Regions from separate parts of the Sus scrofa genome. Here region 1 is linked to region 2. Evidence: chromatin contacts called from public HiChIP or PLAC-seq data. All regions are on one chromosome and are shown on one strand. The core of a region is the stretch at or near the end of the contact, and the rest is flanking DNA. Distances in the headings are between cores, read along the strand shown.

Region 1 (4,614 bases), core at 1,538-4,037, 200 kb before region 2:
GAGACCCTGAGCCATTCTCTGCTCCTGGAGATCAGGCTAACTCAGTTGAAAATAGTGAGAGTTGGGGTGGGGGGCTTGCTGCTCTGCCTGGATCTGGGCCCATTGTCACCACCATTACCCCAACCTTGTACAGTAGCAGGATAACTGGCCACCCTGTCGATATCCCAAACCCCAGTCTCTGGTCTGGCTCCAACTCACAGCTGGCATCAGCCAGCAGCCAGCACCGCAGGTCCACACCCTCATCTCCCAGCCCCATGAGCATCAGGAAACTGGGAAGAGGGCAACAAAGGGACACGGTGCTGGTGACATGTCCCTCCTGAAGCCATTTTCCCCGCATGCCAGCCCCCAACTTCTCCCTCTTCTGCATCAAGCAGTGGAGGGTAAGGGCAGGCTGGATGCCAGAGCAGCTCTGCCACCCTCAACTGGTCCTTCACCACTCAGAGCCTCAGTTTCCTCTTCTGTCCAATAAGGGGAGCCCAAGAGCCACAGGGCGAGAGCCTATCTCTGCCACGTTCATCACAAGTCCCCCAGAGCCTAGAACAGAGCCCATAGACACGTGCTGAGTGCTGAGTGGTTTCCAAAGCCTGGCCCAGGGGCTGTTGAGTGGGGAGCTGAAGGGAGCAGATTCCTGGTCCCTTCCCAAGACCCCAAGTCAGAATCCTGGGGGGTACATGTGAAGAGTCTGTGTTTGTTCGAAATTCCTCCAGGTGACTGGGATGCCCTGGCAGGTCTGGGATTGGATCATCTTTGAAGCACCTTCTGTCCCTGGAATCTGAAGGGAAAGTCATGCACAGGGACGGGGGAATGGCCTCTTTGACCTTTCAGGGTCCCTCCCGGTCACTGAAGCCAGTGGATCCAGTGCATGTATGGGCGACGCCTTTGGGATGGGGGAGGGGAGGAATGGTGGGCGGGGGTGGGTAATGAGATCTGACGTCCAGGAGCAGTGACTCAGGCCCTCAGCATCGTGACCGTGTGTCTGCATTTAGCCACTGGCTCCTGTTTCCCTGGCGGGCGGCAGGCTTCTGGGACCCCACCCCCTCCACCACCCTCTCTCCATCTCACCTCAATGCTGGTAACTTCCTGGCAGCTCTCCTGGAAGCCCCCTTGGCCAGAATGGGTGACACAGGCCAGGCAGGAATCTCCACTGTGGGACAGACCCCTCTTGCTCCAGCTCCACCCTGGCCCCACCTCCTGGACCATCAGCTCCAGTAATTACCCCTGGAGATGGAGTTCTGTGGGAGCCAGAGAGAAGAGGGACACTCCCCCCTTCAGGGACCCCCAGCCTAATGGGGAGACAGGCAGGCCCCCGCCCCAGGGAACTGCCAGTCTGACAGGGGAGAGAGGTCACGGCAGAGGACACAGGAAAACCACGCCACACTCAGGTGCCAGGCTGGGCAAACATTGCCAGTACGTCAGACATCTGGGCAGGACCCCCTGTGTGGGCTGAAGCCATCCGAGAGGCCTCCCTGGGGGAAGAGGAACCAGAGCTGATCTGGGGAGGAAGGGCAGGATTTGGAGAGAAGAGCAGAGGCCCCAGGAACCTCCCAGAATAGCCCTCCCCCGCTTCACCCCTTTGGTCCTGCATGATGTCAATCCTGGCTCCACTGGTCCGTGGGTGGGCACAGGAGGGGCTTCTCAGGGTGTTCCAGGCCAGCCAGGCTCCCTACATGAATATTCAGGTCACCCTGGCCTCCTGGAGAGTTTGGATCAAACACGTTTGTGTTCAAATCCCAGCTCTGCCCCTTACCCACGTGCAAGCCCCAGGCTCTCTGTGAGGCTCCATTTCCCTGTCTGTAAAATGGGAAGAAAGAACATCCCCTTCCCAAGAAGGGAGAGGATCAGATGAGGCCCACCTGGAGCCTGGGCCCAGCAGGCACCTCAGGAGTCACAGCTGGAACCACTGTCTTGTGGGGGCCTCCTTCCCCTCTCTCTGCTGAAGCCCTGCCCCCTGCCACCCCCCACATCTCCCCTGAGCTGGAGGTCAAGCGGACCATTCCTAGGAATGTAAGTTTTTAGGTTGCTACCAACCTTTACAGAACTCTCTGCTCTCCTCCCCTGGGTCCAGCCCAACCACCAGCCCTGCCTGAGCTTTCTCGTCTTGGGTCCGTTAATGTTTCCAGAGTCGGGGGGAGGGGGAGGGGGGACAATTATGAAATCTGGGTCCCCGGAGGGGCTGCCAGGGCAACAGTGGCACCTTCTCCACCCCCTCCCCCAACTCAGGGCTGTCTCCGTCCTTCCTAAGAGATGGCTGTGAACATCGCCTGTCCTGCAGGATGAACCCCTCACCTCCCACAGGGGTCCAGCAGGTGGGGGTCCTCTACGCCCCTCTGACCTCTTGACTTGCATTTCCTGTCCTCCCCAGAGTCAGAGGCTTGGGCCCCTCTGTCCTGATCACCTGCCACCCAGATCCCTCTCACCAAGGGCTAGAACTCTGGGGGAGACAGGACAGGAAAGAGAGAAAACCATGTCTTCAAGGAGCTTGCCGTCTGATGGGGGAGACAGAGACAGAAAGCCTGCACACACAAGGTCCCGGGGCAGGGGGGCAGGGGTCTGAGTGGCAAGGGAACAGCATGGGCCCCCACCTCGTTGCCCTGGGAGGCCCCCCATGCGGAGTTATCAGCCTGGAATGCTGGACTGTGAGCTCAGCCTCACAGGCAGCCTGGGCCGAACTGTCAGCAGGGCCGTCTCACTGGAGAAGATTTCCAGCTCCTCTGGGCCATGGAGAGGACTAAATTTAGCTGGTAGACAAGGGGCTGGCCCTGCGCCCAGGGACGGTCGGGCCTTATAAAGCACCGCCGGCCAGGGCCCCGCATGCTCCCCCAGAGCTGGCTGTCCGCACCCTCTCCTGTCCGCCCCTGCGCCCAGCCCGGGCCCGGCCGCCTGCCCGTGGATGAGCCACAGGACTTCCTCCACCTTCAGAGCGGAGAGAAGCTTCCATTCCTCCTCTTCTTCCTCCTCCTCCTCGTCCTCCTCGGCCTCCCACACCCTCCCGGCCCAGGACCCACCCATGGAGAAGGCCTTGAGCATGTTTTCCGAGGATTTTGGCAGCTTCATGCGGCCCCACTCAGAGCCCCTGGCCTTTCCAGGCAAGTGCTTGGGGGCGCTGTGGGGGAGGGGAGGCACACGGGGGAGGGGACACCTGCTCCAGGCCACCACCCCATGCAGCTGCGGCTGCTGAGCTGCTAGGAACAGGTGCTGCACAGCTGCAGGGCCACCAGGACAGATGTGGCCCCAGGCAGGCCTCCCAGGAAGCGCTCTGGCCTGGGGGTCAGCTAAGGTGCCAAGGGCCAAAGGCCCTGTGGCCAGGCCCTCTCTGGAGCCCCGGAGAGCTGCATGTGTTGGGGGGGCGGGCAAGGTGCATCCCCAGTCCAGGCCTGGGACGAGTGGCTATGGACAGTGTCATATACCGGTGCCGAGTAAGGCCCTTCCCCACCTTGGGAGAGGTGGCTTTCGAGAAATGAGGAGGGACGGCCAGGGCAGCTGAGGAGCCACAGTTGAGAGGGAGGTCAGGCCTGGGGGGCCGCCCCTTCCCCAAGGAGAAGGAGCCAGAAACCTTCCTCCTGGGTGCCAGCCTGCCCTGTGCTCAGCTCACAGCAGCCCTCCCCACAGCCCGCACCGGGGGGCCTGGCAACATCAAGACCCTGGGCGATGCCTACGAGTTTGCAGTGGACGTGAGTGACTTCTCACCTGAAGACATCATTGTCACCACCTCCAACAACCACATTGAGGTGCGAGCTGAGAAGGTGAGCCCGCCCCCTCCCCTAAGACTGGGGGCTCCGCACAGGTACCTTCTGTCCAGCATCCCCACTCTCATGTCCCATCCTGGGACCTTGCACCCTAACCAGTGCCCCCTAAAACTTCAGGACAAACTGGGGGCCTTGCTCCTGTAGCCACGGGGCCCCCTTTACTGCCGCTCTCTGCCTGGAGGCTTCCAGATCCTCCTTTAAATTTTATTTTATTTTTGAAGTGTAGCTGATTTACACTGTTGCATTCCCAGATCCTTTCTTCAGGAGCCCAGGGCAGCAGAAGAAGCCACAGGGGATGGGGGGCGGCGGGAGGAGGCAGAGGGTGGGGCACCTGAGGCTGGGAGGAGAGGGGAGGTGAGAGGAGGTGAGAGGTAAGAAGGGGAGGTGAGAGGAGGTGAGAAAGGGAGGTGAGAGATGAGGAGGTGAGAGGTGAGAAGAGGCAGGAGAGATGAGAAGGGGCAGTGAAAGATGAGAAGGGGAGGTGGAGTTCCCGTCGTGGCGCAGTGGTTAACGAGTCCAACTAGGAACCATGAGGTTGCGGGTTCGATCCCTGCCCTTGCTCAGTGGGTTAACGATCTGGCGTTGCCGTGAGCTGTGGTGTAGGTCTAAGATGCAGCTCAGATCCCACGTTGCTGTGGCTCAAAAAAAAAAAAAAAAAAAAGAGAGAGAGAGGGGGACGTAAGAGGAGGTGAGAGATGAGAAGGGGGGGTGAGAGGAGAGCTCTTCCCTCAGGTGTGTGGTCAGGTGGGGGGCTCACCTGGGCGGCTAGGGGGAAGGAGCTCCCCCATGGGACAGCCCTCAAGCCGTCTTCCCTCTTGGACCCCAGAATGGAGCTCAAGGCTAGGCAGCAGCCCTGCAGTTCAAGGTC
Region 2 (4,743 bases), core at 1,310-3,809:
TCCAAAATATGCAAACCCATGGGAAAGTAGATTAGTGGTTGCCAGGGGGTGGAGGGGATGGGGAAATGACGTATGGAGTTTCTTTTTGGGGTCATCAAATGTTCTGAAATTAGATCATGGTGATGGCTGTGCAATTCTATGAATATGCCAAAAACTACAGTTAAAAAACCCTCAAATCTTGAAAAGGCTAAATTTCGTGGTATGTAAATTATAGCTCAATAAAACTGTTATTAAAAAAAACACAGTAGAAGGAGGAAAGTAAAATATTCTTTAAGTCACCGCATCCCAGATTCCCCCACGTGGAGCCACTTATTCACACCATAAATATTCAGTCCTGTGGGCTGAGGACACACCTCACATCCTGAGAGCAGAGTGTTCAGAGCCCTGTGACCAGGGCCTGCACCGCCTCCATAATTTCCACTGAACGACCTCTGCCCTCACCTCCTTCCTTCCCTCTGGTGCCCCAACTGCAGCCACCTCCCCCCGACCCCGTCCCCTGTTCCCCGCCCCCCCGCCACTTTCCTCACTGCCCTTGCTACCCAGGCACCCACTGCTTCCACAACCTTCCTCACTCCTGGCAAAATCCCAACACTATCGTCAAACCCAGCCCTCTGCCCACTCTGCTCCTGGGCAGCTGGATGTGGCTGGAGGAAAACAGGCCACCTTGCCAGCGCCCCATCCCCCGTTAGTTATGTATTTATTTGGGGGCCCCAACCATGGCAAATGAAAGTTCCCAGGCCAGGGATCAAACCCACATCAAAGCAGCCATTCGAGCCACTGCAGTGACAACGCTGGATCCTTAACCTCTGGTGCCGCAAGAGAACTCCCCCTCCTCGGCCGCCCCCATCCCACTTTATTTATTTTGGCTTTTTAGGGCCTCATCCGCTGGATATGGAGGTTCCCAGGCTGGGGTCGAATCGGAGCTACAGCTGCCGGCCTTCATGCCAGCCACAGCAATGCCAGATCCTTAACCCACTGAGTAAGGCCAGGGGTTGAATCCGCAACCTCATGGTTCCCAATCGGATTCGTTTCCGCTGCGCCAAGACAGGAACTCCCCCATCCTCCTTTAAATCCATGACCTGAGTCCTGAGTGGGCCCTTGATGCTGCTCAATATCAAGGTCATCCACTCCCCTTGACTATGGACCCTTTTCTCAGTGAAATGGGGACATCGATGATCCTGCCCCTGGAGCTGTTTGCTATATTAGCACTGCCACATGGTAGGCCTTCAATCAGTGACAGCCACTGGGGACATTATCTCTGGTCCTCTGTCCAGGAGCTCCCTGGTGACCTGGTCTCCAAAGAGGCTGTCCCTGCAGTCATTACTTTGTTCCACTGGCTGGGCAGCCACAGGTTCTTTGCCACCTGGGATCCTTCTGTGGATGGGGGAGGGGACGTGGCTGGGGGCGGGAGGGGGAGGGCTGTGCTCAGAGCAGGCAGGCAGAGGGAAGGCTGTGACCGCCTGCAGCCCAGGTCCACGTGATGGGTGGAGAATGAGTCAGCCCCAAATGGAAACTTACCAGGGCCTCAGAAAGGGAGTGTGGAGGAGTTGGGGGAGTGCAGACAGCCGGCACCCCGAGCCTGGACCTGCAAGGAGGAGGGCCGCCCCCAGGAACCCAGGCTGCGCCTCCCCCCAAGGTGCTGAGCTCAAAGCCCAGAGGAAGGAGGAAGTGTGAGCCTTGCTCCCGTGACTCACTTCGTCCCTCGGGGCAAAAGTCAACTCTCACCCCTGCAGGAAGCTCACCCGCCTTCCCCTCCCCTGAGGGGATCCTCCGCCCTGGGTCAGCCTGTTCAAAACACTGACCTAATTCTTCCACCCACACCCTTCGCTCCTCCACCTTGAGATGTTTGCAGACACCTGCCTGGGTCCACAAGCAGGTCTTGGGAGATCATGGAGACAGCTGGAGGGGGTGGGAAAGCCCTGTTCTGGAAGTCAGGACACCTGGGCATGATGCTACCTGCTGTGTGAGCCTGGCAGGACGCACACCCTCTCTGGGCTCTAGTCTCCACTTCTGTGCGAATAGGCAGTTGCACTCAATGTGTTCTGGTTCCCGGCTCCGGAATTCCACCAGGGCTTGGGGTTCCTGCACCTGGCTATTGCCTTCAGGGTTTCAGTCCCACCCTCTGCACACAGCCCTGGAGGTCCTTTCCGACTTGGTCCTACCCTGGACTGGATCTCATCCTCGCCCCTTCTCGCACCCCCAGCAACATGCAAATGCCCCACTCAGAGAGCAAACACCTGGAATGCTCTGGAACAGCACCTGACTGGCAGATCCCCACTCATCCTGCAGTGGATGTCATGCTCTCTCCAGTTTTCTTGTCCTGACCTGTCAGCTGTATGCATCTCTTCCTCATTAAACTGAGTTCTGTGCCATGGGCAGTGACCGGCACACAGAAGGGGTCAAAGAATATTTTATGAATGAATGAACAAACAAATGCATGAGCTGGAAGCTCCTGGCCAGCCAGGTCCTTTGTTTGTCTTTTCCACGTGGCGCTAGGGGCAGGCCACCCGAGTTCTGCCCTGCCCAGGGGTTGGGGAGAGGGTGCTCGTTGAGAGGTGTAGGTTTTCAAGGGAGGTTCCAGCTGGGCTCAGCCAGGCCACAGCCCTGAGCTGCCTGGCCCATGACTCACATCCCCAAGCAAAGCTTTCATAACCCTCCCCGGCCTTTCTGGACCTGCCTTCTGAGCAGGCCTTCAGACTAATACCTCTCAGGTTTCTCTCTAGCTCCAGCCAGTCTCTGCCTGGGAACTTGAACTTTGCAACAGCCGCCCACCCCCCTCCCACCCCGGTTTTAAAGGACCAGATCAAGATTCCTGGGCTCTATTGTATTTTCTTTCCTGAGGAATTTGTGTTCTGTTTACAGAATGGAAAAACATTGCCACCCACACTGGCTCAAGGTCATCCTGATTTTTTGAGATCCCTCATTTGGCATCTGCTTGCTGTCTGCTGGGGTGGAGAGGAGCCCTAGCCCTCCCCCCACGGCACCCTAAGACTCCCAGGCCACCAGGGTTGGGGAATGCTAGCCTCAAAGCTTTGTTTACACTGCCAGTCTGGCCAAAGCCATGTAGGGCCACCAGGGGCTTGCTCCAGTCCTGAGAACAATTGAGAACCATCAGGAATCCCCATAAATTGGGCTGGGGTTCCCCACCTTACCTTCCCTGCCTTCTCCTCCATCCATGGAACCCCTCCTCCTTTTCCAGACGCTGCCCCCCGCCTCAAACAGTGCCCTTTGCAGAAAAGCATTCAATGGCTTCCTTTGTCCTGTGTCCTCTTGTCAATGGTGGGCAGTGACTCCTGGAACTCACAGGCTTCTCTTTTTCCAGTTACATTTTATTGTTTTATTTCTTTTATTTTATTTATTTTTGGTCTTTTTAGGGTTGCACCCATGGCATATGGAAGTTCCCAGGCTAGGAGTCGAATAGGAGCTATAACTGCTGGCCTACACCACAGCCACAAGGTCAGATCCAAGCCTCCTCTTCGACCTACACCACAGCTCACAGCAACACCAGATCTCTAACCCACCACGTGAGGTCAGGGATCCGACCCACGTCCTCATGGATACTCGTTGGGTTTGTTACCACTGAGCCACCACAGGAATTCCCTTCTAGTTACTTTTAAAAATAATATATATTTTTCTTTTTTGCTACAGCTTGCAGCATCTTTTTTTTTTTTTTTTTTTTTTTTTGTCTTTTTGCTATTTCTTGGGCCGCTCCCGCGGCATATGGAGGTTCCCAGGCTAGGGGTCTAATCGGAGCTGTAGCCACCGGCCTATGCCAGAGCCATAGCAACACGGGATCTGAGCCGCGTCTGCAACCTACACCACAGCTCACGGCAACGCCAGATTGTTAACCCACTGAGCAAGGGCAGGGATCGAACCTGCAACCTCATGATTCCTAGTCGGATTCGTTAACCACTGCACCACGACGGGAACTCCAGCTGCAGCCCCTTAATGTGGGATCTCAGTTCTCAGACCAGGGATTGAACCCAGGCTGCATCAGGTAAAACAATGGGTCTTAACCATTACACTGACCACCAGGGAGCTCCCCAATAATAAATGTTTAATTTTGGAATAATTTTAGATTTCCAGAAATGTTACAAAGATCACACGGAGAGTGTACCTTACACACTTCACCAGTTTCCTTTCTGATAACAGCTTGTTGGCTTTTGGTTTTTTATTTGGGCTTTTTTTTTTGGCCAAGCCCATGGCATGAGGAAGTTCCTGGTCCCCAGATTGAACCCAAGCCGCAGCAGTGACAATGCCAGATCCTCAACCTGCTGAGCTACCTGGGAATTCTTCTTTTTTAATAATCACTATTTTTTTTTTTTTCTTTTTTGACCACCCCACGGCATATGTTGTTCCCTGGTCAAGGATTACAACTACAGTAACACTAAATCCTTAACTCACTGTGCCAGGCCGAGGATCGAACCTGGGTCCCAGTGCTTCCAAGAAGCTGCTGATCCCATTGTGTCACAAGGGGAACTCCGATAACATCTTACATAACTATGGCTCCTTTGTCTAAATGAGGAAACCAACAAGGGTACAAAACTATTCACTCAACTCCAAACTTTGTCCGATTTCACCAGTTTTTCCACTAATATCCTTTTTCCATTCCAGGATCCAATTCAGAGAACCACATCACTTTTAGTCATGTGCTATTTGTGATGATGAAAGTATAATAATCTCCATTTTACAGATGAAGGAAGAAGAGATTGGAGAAGGAGGCGAAAGCAGAGGAAGAGAGAG

Evidence for each region. HiChIP or PLAC-seq counts read pairs in DNA pulled down with a chosen protein or histone mark.
Region 1: a contact with region 2 is called in an H3K27ac HiChIP or PLAC-seq map of skeletal muscle, with 16 times the contacts expected there. The contact joins the promoter of HSPB7 here to the enhancer-like site in region 2. A contact is called at or near these places in 1 of 5 promoter capture datasets (fetal skeletal muscle), 18 of 47 Hi-C or Micro-C datasets (adipose tissue, alveolar macrophages, embryonic fibroblasts and 12 more) and 2 of 2 datasets of contacts at active chromatin or transcription factors (alveolar macrophages and skeletal muscle).

What each region holds. Positions count from the first base shown.
Region 1 is chr6:75,173,091-75,177,704 of Sscrofa11.1, reverse strand. HSPB7 (heat shock protein family B (small) member 7) reads left to right here and starts at 2,787. Exons shown (of 3, transcript NM_001243388.1): 1 at 2,787-3,086; 2 at 3,610-3,743. The coding sequence starts at 2,891.
Region 2 is chr6:74,968,702-74,973,444 of Sscrofa11.1, reverse strand. No RefSeq gene overlaps it. Among named protein-coding and RNA genes, the nearest start is that of FBLIM1, 41 kb to the right of the region's middle. Within about 2 kb of position 2,559, at least 60 of the 83 cell types and tissues checked have an H3K27ac peak or open chromatin away from gene starts, as enhancers often do. A contact at or near this core is called in adipose tissue, alveolar macrophages, embryonic fibroblasts and 7 more, where this site is marked.